Regions from separate parts of the Sus scrofa genome. Here all the other regions are linked to region 2. The links are chromatin contacts, called in public Hi-C and HiChIP or PLAC-seq maps. All regions are on one chromosome and are shown on one strand. The core of a region is the stretch at or near the end of the contact, and the rest is flanking DNA. Distances in the headings are between cores, read along the strand shown.

The links. Hi-C and Micro-C count contacts between places; a contact is called where the count stands out from the background. HiChIP or PLAC-seq counts read pairs in DNA pulled down with a chosen protein or histone mark.
Region 1: a contact with region 2 is called in a Hi-C map of subcutaneous adipose tissue, with 1.6 times the contacts expected there. The contact joins two enhancer-like sites. A contact is called at or near these places in 3 of 47 Hi-C or Micro-C datasets (heart right ventricle, omental adipose tissue and subcutaneous adipose tissue) and 1 of 2 datasets of contacts at active chromatin or transcription factors (skeletal muscle).
Region 3: an H3K27ac HiChIP or PLAC-seq map of skeletal muscle shows a contact between it and region 2. The contact joins the promoter of RPUSD4 here to the enhancer-like site in region 2. A contact is called at or near these places in 3 of 5 promoter capture datasets (fetal liver, fetal skeletal muscle and liver), 31 of 47 Hi-C or Micro-C datasets (adipose tissue, alveolar macrophages, blood and 16 more) and 1 of 2 datasets of contacts at active chromatin or transcription factors (skeletal muscle).

Annotation. Positions count from the first base shown.
Region 1 is chr9:53,228,416-53,232,741 of Sscrofa11.1, forward strand. No RefSeq gene overlaps it. Among named protein-coding and RNA genes, the nearest start is that of CDON, 52 kb to the left of the region's middle. Within about 2 kb of position 2,381, at least 25 of the 83 cell types and tissues checked have an H3K27ac peak or open chromatin away from gene starts, as enhancers often do. A contact at or near this core is called in omental adipose tissue and skeletal muscle, where this site is marked.
Region 2 is chr9:53,056,890-53,061,841 of Sscrofa11.1, forward strand. No RefSeq gene overlaps it. Among named protein-coding and RNA genes, the nearest start is that of DDX25, 30 kb to the left of the region's middle. Within about 2 kb of position 2,877, at least 15 of the 83 cell types and tissues checked have an H3K27ac peak or open chromatin away from gene starts, as enhancers often do. A contact at or near this core is called in adipose tissue, embryonic fibroblasts, fetal skeletal muscle and 2 more, where this site is marked.
Region 3 is chr9:53,307,021-53,311,592 of Sscrofa11.1, forward strand. RPUSD4 (RNA pseudouridylate synthase domain containing 4) reads right to left here and starts at 2,172. Exons shown (of 7, transcript NM_001244957.1): 1 at 1,917-2,172; 2 at 1,395-1,560. The coding sequence starts at 2,102. It overlaps FAM118B (protein FAM118B), which reads left to right and starts at 2,178. Exons shown (of 8, transcript XM_005667489.3): 1 at 2,178-2,298.

The DNA.
Region 1 (4,326 bases), core at 1,131-3,630, 170 kb after region 2:
TCCAGGTTTTCCGATCTAAACAACCAGCTTCGGTTGTAACTTCCCGTCTTGGAAAGTTTCTGGGAAGTGATCCGTGATAGAAATGGGCTTGGGGTTGGTCCACCTGGACACAGTGGACCTTGCTTGGTTTGAAACATCTTCCTTGGGAATGCCAGAACCAAGCTGTGGCCCGGAGGGACCAAGGGATTTCTAGCTCCTGACCTTCACCCCTGATCCTCATCAGCAACAATCATGCCACCTCCTCCTGCACTGAGAGCACTGAGAGCACTGAGTCGGGCCTGGAGGGCCCTTAAATGACCCTCCAGGTTCAAAAGAGGTGGGTGTCCCCTTGGGAATGTAGAGCTCTCTCAAACTCAAAAGGGCCAGATTTGCTTCCTCTCTGCTGTTGGGAAGATGGAAATCCATCCCATTCACACCTCTGAACTCCAAGCCTTTACTTGGGTACCATGCTGGAAGGGTCGTGGAAGTGAGGCAGAGACAGGCAGGGGAAAGCAAGAAAGAGCTCAGGCCTTGGTGCCTGGCTCACCAAGTGACAGCCAAGCAAGGGGAGCGGTTGGCTTGCAGTGAGGAAACCTGTTTCCCAGATCTGAGACCAGGGCCCTAGAGGAGCAGGGACCCAGCCGCCCCTCACAGGTGGTATGCCAGCTGAGCAAGCAGGGAGAAGAACAGACCAAGGCTGGGCCTGAGCCTGGGCCCCCCACCCAGCCCCTGGTTCCAAGGGAGGACGGCAGGAGGTCTGCTGGCCCGAGCACCACCTCCCCAGCTGGCTGCCTCCTCAGTGTCTGGTTTCACTCTCCCCCCACCCCTCTGCATTTTCCACATGGATTCTCTTTGGCCCTGGGGCGATTTTTCCAGTTCTTCATCTGTTTCTATATGGCACCAGCCGGAGAAGCAGTCTCAGTGGCAGAGGGCTGACTCTGTGTGTGTTGGGGCAGAGGTGGATGGTGGGGTGAGGGGGGAGGAGGAGGAGGAGAAGGAATTAGTAGCCCCTAGCCTAACAATACTGGTCTCGTCTCCAAACGTTGTCAGGAAAGCCCACAGACTGATGGGAGCCAGAGGATGCTGGCGCCTCGGGGACACGTGCCCACCTACTCTTTTCTTCATAATTCCTCTGGGTTTTTGAGGGGAGCAGGGGTAAAAGCTGTAGATTACACAAGAGCCTTAACCTGAAAAGGAAGAGCTCAGTCTTCCTTTCCTACCCGACAGGCCCAGTTGGTATCCCAGCCCACGTCCCCCTGGGGCTGTGAGCAGAACACTGAGGCATGAAGCCCAGCCCAAAAGACTCTGGCGTGTGTGGAGTCCATGCCCCCCCCCGGGGAGGGGGTGCAGAGGGCAGACACTCACTCTGCTCTGTTTGCCAACGAGCTTTCTCCCAGGGGATTAACAGGGCCTTCCTGCCACCCCTCTGGCTGGTGCAGGAGCCAGAACACCAACCCTGGCTGCCAGCCAGCCTGCGTTTGGGGGGCCATGCTCCCTCAGAGACTTGCAGACGCACTGCTAGGTCCTCAGGGCGGCGGGAGGGAGGGAGATGCCTCTGGGGAGTCCCTGGGGCCACCCAGCCGGGAAGTACCAGCCCTGAACTCCAGCCAGCTCTGGCTTTGGGGAAACGGGCCGCCTGGCCTGAGGCTGATAGATAACAGGGAGTCAGGAGTGTCTCTCGTGGTTTGTCCCCGCGCCCCCCAAGTCAGAGAACATATGACCAATATATAACCTGGAAGACAGAAGGGGGCAAGGTGCTGACCATGGGTCTCAGTCTTTGGGGAAACGTGTTGCCTGTGGCAGAGGCCAATCTGAACTAACAGGTGGGGGTGCTCACGGACAGGGATGGGAGTGCGAGGAGACCAGAGGAGCGGGATCCTCTTACAGGTCCCATCGAATGGGAAGCAGCTGGTGTGTGTCTCCAAGTCTTGAAAGAAATGACATGAGCTGCCAGGAAACCCTGGAGTCACCCTCCTTCGATAGATGAGGGACAAGGTGAGGCCCAGTGAGGTGACTTGCCAAAGGCCAAGGATTATGGTCAGCAGAGCCTGGCGTAGAACCAGTCGTTCTGTCATTATACCCTGTCCCTCTGGTTCTCCTCCACCGTCTCTTAGGGCCCTGCTGCCACCCCCGAGCACGAAGGCAAGAGGGAGATAAGCAATTCTCTTCTGCTTAGATGGAAGGTTAGGACTACGGCAGCCCTTGAGGAAGGCAGACGCACTAGAGCCCATGGCCCTGAAGGCGGCGCTCCAGAGCCAGAAGGCCTGGAACCATGCAGGGGCCCCCAAGACCAGCTCTAATTCTAGGAGGCTGCACTTGCCTCTCGCCTTGTCCTTCCCTGCACTCTGCTAAGTAAACAAACACGGCACTCAGGCAGCTCTCTGCTGGCAAACACCCCCGACTTAGCAACGGCTCCTAGAATAAATAAACACTCGTACTCTGCAGGCTTACACACGCCTGTGCTCCCTGCCGTCCACTGAGCCCCCATCGGGACCCAGTCTTAGCAGAGAGGCTACCATCAGGGTTGTGGCTGAGACTGCCACCTTCCGCCAGGGTAATAGGACGATCTGGGACCCTTATGCTTGGAGACCCAGTCTGGAGGCAGAGTCTCTTCTAAGAAGCACTGAAGTCAACCCTGAGGGCCAGTGGAATGTGAGGGGACCTTCAGGATGATGTAGTAATGAGATCAGCCAGCGGAAGCCCGGGGAGAGAAGACTTGCCCAAGTGCTTAAGAATGCATCTCCCAGGAGTTCCCCTTGAGGCACCATGGAAAAGAATCCAACTAGGAACCATAAGGTTGTGGGTTTGATCACTGGTCTCGCCCAGTGGGTTAAGGATCCGGTGTTGCCGTGAGCTGTGGTGTAGGTCGAAGACACTGCATGGATCCTGTGTTGCTATGGCTGTGGTGCAGGCTTGCAGCTGTAGCTCCGATTAGATCCCTAGACTGGGAACCTCCATATGCCACGGGTACGGCCCTAAAAAGCAAAAAAAAAAAAAAGAAAAAGAAAAAGAAAAAAGAAAGAATGGGTCTCCCAGAGGCAACTCTTTCCCCTCCCTCAAAAAAGGCCTTTCTCCTGCCAGTCATTTGGATCATTTTCACTGTGGCACTTTGTGGTCAGGAGACAAGCACAAGATGGCAAAACCTCAAGAAATGACAATTAGATAGTAAATGACCTTCTCCATGAGGCCTAGGGAAGGTGAAGGAAGAGTGCTCCCACCACATGGTCACAGTGGCCACAGTGGCCTTCCCTTCCTAGGAGCTGTCTTGTCTTTTCCTTGGGAAGGGTGGCTTCCTGTGACAACCAGCTCACAGCTGAGTGCCAGCCACCTCCTTATCAGTAAGTCAGATGGGAATGGCAGTTACCTAGCGCTTGAGCTCCAACTGGGGAACAGTCAAAGCAAAGTCATCTTAGGCCAAAGGAACTGGAGGTGAACAACAGGAAGATATGTTTAATACCTAAGAAAATCAAGACAGCTGAGAGGGAGGCGGGTAGGTAGTGGTGTTTAAACCAAAGCTCAGGGCAGAACATGGGGAGGGGCCCACAGTGGAGACCAGGCATGGTGGGGGCAGAGCAGCACCAGGCCTTTTTGTTATTAGCTATGGGCCAGGGTGCAAGTTACCCAAATTGTTCTGTGTCTACAATTGTCACTTAGGAGTTCCCTGGTGACCGTGAAGTTATAGAATCCAGCGTTGTCACGGCTATGGTTTAGGTTATTGCTGTGGTATGGGTTTGATCCCTGGCCTTGGAACTTTCACATGCCGCAGGCAAGGCCAACAAACTAAAATAAAACAAAATAAAATTGTCGCCTTAGGTGGTTGCTGTAAAGATGAATTGAATGCCATGTATTGTCTCTAGCACTAGCTCTGCTGCCATCCACAGCAATGGATGACCATGGTAAGGTTTTCCATCCCAGCTCTATTTCCCTTTATTGTATGAAAAAATAAATAAATAACTGAGTTGAAATAAGATGATATGTGTGAAAATAACCTACAAAATTGAGGCATTAGCATCTTCTTTTCTTTATAGGGCCACATTTGCAGCTTATGGAAGTTCCTAGGCTAGAGGTTGATTAGGAGCTGCAGCTGCCAGCCTACACCACAGCCACAGCAACGCCAGATCTAAGCCATGTGTGCAACCTACACTGCAGCTCGAGGCAATGCCAGATCCTTTAACCCACTGAGCAAGGCCGGGGATTGAACCCACGTCCTCCACGTCCTCATGGACATTAGTCAGGTTTTTAACCTGCCGAGCCACAATGGGAACTCCGGAGGTATTAGGATTTAAAGTTTCCCTGTGCAGATCAACCTGACCCCAGCATATTTCTAAAGTCCAAGTTTTATTCATT
Region 2 (4,952 bases), core at 1,627-4,126:
CTTTGCTGCCTGGAGGCTGATAGAGCTCGTGAGCTTCGTGCAACGCCAGCCTGGAATTCTGGACTTTGAGGAGGGTGCCGCCCGCTCTGGAATCAGAGGACACAGGTCACGGCCAAGAAAATCTGGACTACCCAACAGATATTTATATACATTTATCGTCATTTATTTCACAAATACCACACACATTTCTCTGCAAGTTTCTTTTCTCACTTAACGGCATGAAAATCCTTCTAATTTATTCTTTTTCTTAAATTATGGTAGAATATACATGAAATTTACCATCCTAACCATTTTTAAGTGTACAGTTCAGCAGTGGTAAGTACATTCACATTGTTGTGTATGCATCTTCAGTAAAGTTTTCATCTTGCAGAACCGAAACTCTGTAGCCATTAAACATCCCTATCTGCCATTCTACCCCAGTCAGGGACAACCACTACTCTTTCTGTTTCTATGAGTTTGACTCTTTTAGAGGTATCTAAAGTGAAATCATACAGCATTTGTCTCTTGTAATTTATTCTTTTGAGTAATTGCATAACGATAACATCATGGTATATGGATTTATGTATATCATTCAACCATTACTAGTATTTTTTCCCGCCACACAAAAATGCCATAGAGAATTTTTTGTATGCATATCCTTCCATACCGGAGTTTGCTGGGTTTTCTTTTCCCCCCCGTAGTATAAATTGCCAAAAATGACATGATTGGGTCAAAGAGATGCATATTTCCAGTTTTCATATATGTTACCAGACGCCTCTTTCAAAAAATCCGTGGTAGTTCACATACCTGCCAGCTGTGATGGAGTGTTGTCTCTCCCACAACTTCTCCAGCTCTAGCTTTCATCATTCTTTTCAAGTTTTGCTATTCTGATAAATGAAAAGCAGTGCCACACTTTTAAAATTTGCATTACCTTGACTATTAGTGAGGCTGGGCATCTTTCCATAAATGTACTGACCATTTGGATTTTCTCTTCCATGAGTCACCTATTCATATGTCTGGTCCATTTTTGACTAGTTATTTCTCTTTCTTATTGTGTGTCGGAACTCTCTGCATATTCCAGATGTTAACTCTTTATTGGGGGTAAACTGAAATATTTCCTCCAGTCTATAATTTGTCTTTTGACTTTGTGTATGTTATCTTTAATCCTTCTACAGTTTAAACATGTAAAATTTTCCTCTATAGCTTCTGGATTTTTCTGCTTTGTTTAGAAAAATCTCTTCAAACCCTAGATTGTATAAATATTCTCCTAATTTTTTCTTCATTAAATTGTTTTAAATATTTAAATTGTTTTAAATATTGTTTAAAATTGTTTTAAATATTTCCTCATGAAATTGTTTAAATATAAAAACCAATATTTAAATTGTTTTCAATGTTTAAATTTAAATACATTTAAATCTTCCATCTATTTGAAACTTAGTTTTAATAACTTGTGAAGTAGAGAGCTTAACCTTGTTTTGTTTTTGTCAGACAGACAGCCGGTTGTGTCTATACAATTTATTAAATAAACTATCCTTTTCCCCACTGGTTTGAAATGCCACCTTTGTCATATACTGTAATCCATATGCCCTGGGATATATTTCTGGGCTGGTTTCTATTTCTGTCCCATAGATCTATTTATCTTGTCCTTTACCCTTAATGTATGATTTGATCACAGTGATTTATAGTGAGTTTTCCTAAGGCCACTTCTACCTAAATATTTCTTCACTGATGTTGTTTTCATCATTACCATTATACAAATTCCTTGCAGCTTGCAGAACCTGTGAATGTCAGTAGCTCTTCAAGACAAGCCAGACTAAGTCCGGGGAAGGCCTGCCCTGTGCCCTTTCAGCAGAGGCTAATATTTTAAGGGTCTCGCTTCTCAGCTCCAGACCCACCATCTGTCCCTGGCTTTGTGGTGCGGGCTTTAGGCCCTATGAACCCCCATTTCTGCTTTGCCGGCTGCTCCCTCTCAGATTTCCCAGTAGGAGCCTGTAGAAGAAGGCTGTGGGCAAGAAGAGGAAGGGTGGGCATTGCCTTCCTGCTTGAGCCTGTGCGTCCCCATAAGTGTTGCCTCAGCAGCAGCAGGCCCACCCTGAAGCAGCAGCAGGCCCTCCCTGAAGCAGCTGAATCCAGTTGGCAGTTTTTCCAAGACGTGCAGTTTCATCACCCCCTACCCCTCCCCATGCCCCAGGGACCCCAGAACCAGCTGGCAGGTGCCCCTTCCTCAGAAGTCTGGGCACCAGCCCAGGGGGACTTGCTTGGAGCCTCCTCCTCAGGGTTTGGGTCCCAGGCCCTGGGTCCCCCTCTTTGAAATGTCTAAGGTTCAGGATTCCAGCCTTCTCCTTTGTTTTCCCAGTGCTGGGAGTGTAGCTGCTCCTGCAGTCACCACCACTAGGATACCCAAGCCTCTCTTGTTAACCTTCTGTTACCTAATAGCTTTATACCTGGTTACCAATTCCTTACATTAAATTCTCTTTTCGATTCACTCCCTCCCAACTGGCCCCCGACTGACATAGGTAATGAAGAACTGAAGTTCTCTGGAGCTGAGGGCCTTCTTCTCTTGGCCGCCCTGCAGAGACCTCCCCTCCCTCCTCCATTCCCAGAATTATTTGGCTGCCGGTTACCAAGGAGACGGCTGACAATTTCCAGTTGCCAAGCCTCCCCCTGGAGCTCTACAGGGACATTCTGGAAACTCCCTCCTCCTTCCTGCTCCTCAGCCAGGGAACTCGGAGAAACAAGCCAGGTTGGGGGCAGGGGATGGGGAGGGGAAAGGAGGGAGCAGACCGGGCCTGAAGATGGAGAGACAAGAGTTTTCCCTGAGCCCTGGCTTCCTCCACAGATCTCCGTGCCTGGCCTGGCTCCCCCTCAGCCCTGTCCAGACACACACCCATTGGGTCCAGCAAAGGCTGAGCTCTCCAACCAGGCTCTCAGTCACAGAAAAGTGTCCGAACACTGTCACTCCAGGCATGGGAGAAGCCCCATTGCCAGCTGGAGCAGGGAAGTGCCTGGAACCTCTGTGGGGAGGCACTTTGCCCAAGCTTCCCTCTCAGTGGAGCAGCATTCATCACACACTCAAACCTGGTGTCCTGGCCCAGGCTCTAGGCTATTTCATAATAGCAACAGCAACATCAGCAACACTAATGATGATAATAATAGCAGTGAAGTGAGCGTGAATCCACAAACTTACTCATGTAAGAGTATCTGTTCCTTTATTTCATTAAAATCAAATGAAATGGACTCCACACTGGAGCCCCTGCCCTGCCAAGACTCCCACCAGAATCTAGGAGGCTTATGATGTACTCAAACCAGGGAGAAGCTGTGAATCTGGGGTCCCTCATGGCTGCTGGTGACCCAGGGACCTCTGACCTGTCCCCAATTCTGCAACATCTCTTCCAGTCCACTATAACTGCTTCCAAATGCTCTTTCCTTTCTCCTGCTCACCATGTCCATTGAAAACACCTAACATGACTTTTCAGTGAGTTTAGGCTTCTATGAACATAGGGAGATGCTAACTTCAGTGTCAAGCATGTTTTGCATCTGCCCAGTAAAAACCCCTGAGGCAATGTGGAACTAAAGACCAGGCTAAGCTGCTTCATTGATTTTATTCTCATAGAGGTATTTTAAAGAAAAGAGGAGTTCCTGTCATGGAGCAACAGAAATGAATCTGACTAGCATCTATGAAGACGTAGGTTCGATCTCTGGCCTCATTCAGCAGGTTAAGGATCCAGCATTGCCATGAGCTGTGGTGTAGGTCTCAGATATGGCTTGGATCTGGCGTTGCTCTGGCTGTGGCACAGGCTTGCAGCTGCAGCTCAAATTGGACCCCTAGCCTGGGAACCTCCATATGCCTCGGGTGCAGCCCTAAAATAAAAAATGAAAATAAAAAAAAAAAGATACCATTACCTCCCTTCCCTGAATATTTTAGTAGTCATTGAAAAACAAATAGAAATATTGTCTGACATAAATACACAACTATAATCACACATAAACTTAACAACAATTTTTCACTATTAGCCTCCTTTTTAAAAAATTTATTGGAGTATAGTTGACTTACAATGTTGTATTAGTCTCAGATATACAGCAAAGTGAATCAGTTATACTAAACATATCCATTCTTTTTTTCCCATATAGGATATTACAAAATATTGAGTAGATTTCCCTGTGCTATACAATAGGTTCTGGTTAGTCATCTATTTTATACAGTAGTGTGTATGTGTTATTCCCATCCTCCCAATTCCTCCCTAACCCCCACAGTTTCCCCTATGGTAACCATAAGATTGGTTTTTTTGTTCTGCTTTGATTTTTAGGGCTGCACTGGCTGCATATGGAGGTTCCCAGGCTAGGGGTTGAACAGAGCTGCAGCTGCTGGCTTACACCACAGCTCACCACAATGCTGGATCCTTAACCCACTGAGCAGGGCCAGGGATCGAACCTGAATCCTCATGGATACTAGTTGGATTCATTACTGCTGAGACACAATGGGAACTCCCAAGATTGGTTTTGAAATCTGTGTTTGCTTCTGTTTTATAAATAAGTTCTTTTGTATTATCCTCCTTTTATAGGGAAAAACTCAGACTTGGGGTGCATAAGTACCTTATTTGCTCTCACCTGCCTGGTGGGTGACAAAGCCAGGATCTGAAGGCTGGTAGGACTCTAAGGTCTGCTCTGTTTCCACACCCCCACCTGTGTACAGTCCTCTCCCACCTCACCACACAGCCAACCTTACAGCAGCCTTGGGAAGCATGAGTTAACCCATCAGGAAACAGGGGCCCAGGAAGGGCTGCTTGTGGAAGGGCGTCAGGAGTGGTCAAGCAGATGGAAGGAAGGCTCCTGACCAGCCTGAGCCGGCTCAGCCTCCATATCACAAACTCAGCTTCGGCCTCCCCACCTCTCTTCCCTTCCTCTCCCTCTCTGTGGTCCTCCCCCCCTCCCCCATCTAGGCCCTTGTTCATTTCCTCTCCAGTCTCCAAGGA
Region 3 (4,572 bases), core at 922-3,421, 250 kb after region 2:
TCTACTTGGGAAAATAGCCCTTTTTGGATTAATGATGATTTCTAGAACCTTATTACTAAGGTTTTGCTCCAGGGTCTAACAACATGTCAGTATGCCCAGGGAACTTGCTAGAAAGGAATCTCAGGCCCCCAAACCAGAGTAATAAATCAAAATCAGCATTTTAATAAAACACCCAAGTGATTCATGTGCACATTAAATTTTAAGAAACACTGTCCCAGAGCATGTGGCTTTCTCTTCAGACATATATATATATATTTAATCTACTTATGTACTCAGAAGAAAATTAGCAACCAAAAATGAGGAGGTCTGATATTTCACTACACAAATAAAGGCTTGAAATTTGCCAAGTAAACTCTAGTGAGAAATGCAAGACCATGAGGCCTTTCTGAGGCATTACAGAAGAGCTAAGAGAATGGGCTTTGAGGGGAGATATTCTTGGGTTCATTCTGTGTTCCCTCCTAACTAGCCATTGACCTTGGACAGATTACTTAATCTTTCCAACTTTGAATTTTCTCATCTATAAAATATAAGTATCTAATTATTTCACAGAGTTCCCTGGTGCCTGGCAGGGAGGCATGCGTTGTCACTGCTGTGTGGTTCTAGTTACCACTGAGGTATGGGTTTGATTCCTGACCCAGGAACTTCTACATACTGCATATGTGGCTAAAAAAAATTAGAATAAAAAACAGCTATCTCATGGGAAATGGAAAGGCAAGAAGCTATTCTGAGGGTCAAGAGAGGGGGGAAAAAAAAAACACACAAAGTACTTGGCAATATTTGATTTAATTCCTTATCTTCATGTACAACCTTCTCCATACCGCCCCCTGAGCATTTGTTCTTCTAGCCTGGAGTGAGTCAGGAAAGATGGATTTAAAAAAAAAAAATTGCACTTGTGAAAAGGATTTTGCTAGGGGAAAACATGTTTTTGGCATTTTTCTATATCAGTCTTTCCTGACTCACTCCAGCTGTCTCTAACAACTACACAGAACCTTTATTCAAAATCATTACGTGTCCATTAAGTTCTAGACACCCTGGGGTTTTGTTAGGTATACATCAACACACAAATTATGTCCTCTTTCCCAGTTTTGATGGAAACTAACTTGAAGGCAAGAACCACACAGCCTTTGTACTTTTTCTATAGCAATCCCCACTGGAGGTCTGCAGACAGCAAATTCTATAAATCACTGCTAATTGCCAGAAGTCTGGAAGGTGGGGACTGTCTTATTTATCTCTGTGTCCTGGGTAGTGCCTTACATAGACAGTACCCCGCAAAAATTTGATTATTTTGAAAGAGAGACTTCAGAGAGCCCCGGAAGTAAAATCAGTAGAGTTGCCCCTACTTAGAGCAGAAATCAGCAGCAGGGCCCCCCCTTCCTTTCCCACGTGCTCCTTACCATGCACAGGGAGACCATAAGGCTTATTGATGACCAGCAGGTCCTTGTCCTGGTGGACAATTCCTCGGCTCAGCGCCTTAGCAAGCACATTGGGGTGGACTCGCTGCAGCTGCTCTGTGAACCGCACTAGTTCTCGTACTCTCCGCTGAACAGGGTTCGTGGGCACCTACAGGGAGAGAAGGAGCGACGGGAAACGCCTGGTGGGAAGGACCTTCAATAAGTATAAGAATTTGGGAAGGGAATGCCTATACTTGTGCCTTAGTCTCGTGCTTTCCCCGAGTAATCTGAAAGCAGGGGTGTCTTCCTTGTACCCATGAAGAGCTTCGGGCCGAAGTCCGCAGGAACCAATGATCCAATGCACAAGAAGCTACAGTACACTACTGCCTTCTCCCCTTCGCTTTCTTCCCATTCGTCCACCACTGTCCTCGACTTTTACGTGAGACCTGTCCGAAGACCTCCCTCCCGGCCTGGGAAACCAGTGAGCGCACTGCCTCTTGGGAGTCGTGATCCTTCTGGACTCACCGGCCCCTTCGCCTTTTGTTTCTCTTTCTGGGCTCGGAGCCTCTCTGCCAGTTGCTGGGCATCCATGGGCCTAGAGGCGGCAGCAGCGGAGCAAAGTCGCTTTGAGACGAAAGTGAAGAGACTCCCCAGACACTGTCCGGAACTCCGGACCCAGAAACCTGGCACACAGCAACTGGGCACCGCCATCTTGCCGAGAAGGGAGGGCCAGCTAAAACCCAGGGCAGAAGAGGGACCAGAGCGAGGCGGGAGTGGGTGTGTCTTAAGGTCACGTGGGGCGGGCGGGGGCGGGATTCTGGCCGAGTCACGTGGGGGCGGTACGCGCTAAGTGCGGCTGCGCCGGCCGGTAGCTGCAGCTGGAGCGGTGGCGTTTGGAGGAGACGCGGTGAGTGTGTGGGGAAGCCGAGCTGGGGTTTGTAACTACCGGTACTTTAACGCCTTGACGTTTCTACGTCCCAAGAGCTTACCTTCTCGGAGGTGCCTGTGTTGGGAAACCGTTTCTCCCTTTGGGAGACGAGCCCACTGAAAACCACCTCCCCGCCCCCGCGCCCTGCAGAAACGATGCCCCATAAACGCTCGCTCCAGAGCAGTCTTGGGCGCCCACCTTGACCCTCCTGGCAACCAGGTCCCAGCTGTTCGGCCAGTCCCCGGACGTCGGGTCCCCGTTGCTTTCCGCTCGACCTTCGGAGACGCGGGATCTGAAGCCTTTCCACCCCTCACCTCCTGACTCCCAACCTCTTTGTTTCGCGTTGTAACTAGTCCTCTCCAAGGGTGATGGGGAGCCCTTCCGTTATCCAGGTCCCATGTTTCCTTCCTAGGGAGCACCCTGAATTTCTCCTGCCTTCTTGAAGAATTCATTTCTTGGATTGCGTCTTCTCACCCCCACCCTCTTCCTACTCCTTCCCAAGGGAAGACAAAGTACAGAGCACGAACCTTCTCTTCTCTTTTCTGCTTCCTTCATTTTTCCCCTCCGTGGTTTGCAACCGCTCCAGACCCTCTCTCCTCTTACAAGGTGCAGTGTTTGGAGTCCCATGCCCAAACTGCTAGCGACTTCACTAAGTCAAGACCGTCTGACTTCATTAAGGGGTGGCAGGGAAAAGGAACCATCTGGTTGGGATGGTAATGTTAAAAACACCTTGGGACATACCTGCCATTTGTTAAGAAGAAAGCTGACGCCGAGCGCAGAAGGGATGTCAAAAAATTAATGGATCTGTGCTGACGATAGAGGAAACAGTTTTTGACTCCTTAGAAAGAAGGCTGCCTGAGAAGTTAGAGGAGGTCATGGAATTAGTTTTACCTCCTACTCCTATAATAGGGTTTGGCTGAAGGGAGCCATATTGAGCATGAAACAAAGTTGGACAGATAAGTGGAGCCAGCCAACTTGAGGAAGAATTTGAACTAGAAGTGATTAAGTAGGGAGGAGTCTTTGAAGCTTCTGGAGTAGGAGAGAGACTCCTTGAAAGAGGAATTTTCAGATTGAAAATGTGAGGAATTTGATAGCAGGGCAATCAGCTAGGATGCTGCAGTCTAGGCTGTCGGTAGTAAGGCTTTGCTTCCTTCAGTGGTCTTTTTCCCTACACTGTACTATTCTTTGAGATTGAATTTGAGTTGAATAGATCAAGATGTACCATTGGCAGCTGCAGTTGAACTGTGAGTCCCTTAAGGACTTACTCATTTTTTCATCCCCACATCTGGTACAGAGTAAACTCACAAATCTTCCTTAGCTGGCTAAAGTGCATCGTAGGCATGCATTAGTTGTATCTGAACATTTTGAATTGTCTAATTTTTGTCCATTTTTGACCCGAAGAATGGAGGTAGGACTACATGTGTTTACAAAGGGGATGGGGGAGAAGACCTGTGTATGTTTCTGTAGTAAGAGATGTGATTAGGGTATAAATGTGAGGAATTCCAAAGGGAATTGGGAAACGTTCCTCTCTCCAACTGTTTTTCCAACAGCAGATTCTCAGGAAAGATGGATTTATAGAAGTCGAGAATTACTACCTTTTACTAATATGCCCCAGACTTTAACTTAACAGTTGCCCATCACATGTTATGTAGGTACATGAAGCCTCCTTTCCAAAGACTCTGAAACTTGGACATGAGGACTTGAATTAATGTAAATTACAAACTTGGACATGATAACTTTAATGGGTTTGTGTGGAGGCTGGGAGAACCTATTTCTACCTTAACCTGTCCTTAATGGTGTTCATGAAGTGATTCCTGTTCCTGTAGAATTGGCCTTCGGTGGCAGGAAATAAAATGAAGAGCCAACTCAGATGTCATTGCTGGTGACACAGAGCTGTGTTCTTGGGTTTCAAGTTAACCTGGGGCATATACTATAGTGCCTAGGAATAAAAACACTGGTCACTTTTCTTCTGAAGGAAGTTTTAGGTTTTCCATGTTGAAACTTTGTAAGAGAAATTTGGTGAATTCAAAGTTTTTGTTTGCATAGTATCACAGTACAGCTTTAGCCAATATAGATGCAGAAGTTTCTGTTTCCTTAATGTTTATCCTATGAGTCTAGGCAGTTGTTGATTGGAAATCAAGTTGCTCTCAGTACACAAAAATTTATGGAAACATATATTGCTTCCTTCCTCTTCCTTGTTAAGTTGAAAACCTGTTCTAGGCAGTTCATTTTTCCACTTCTACACCCATCTCA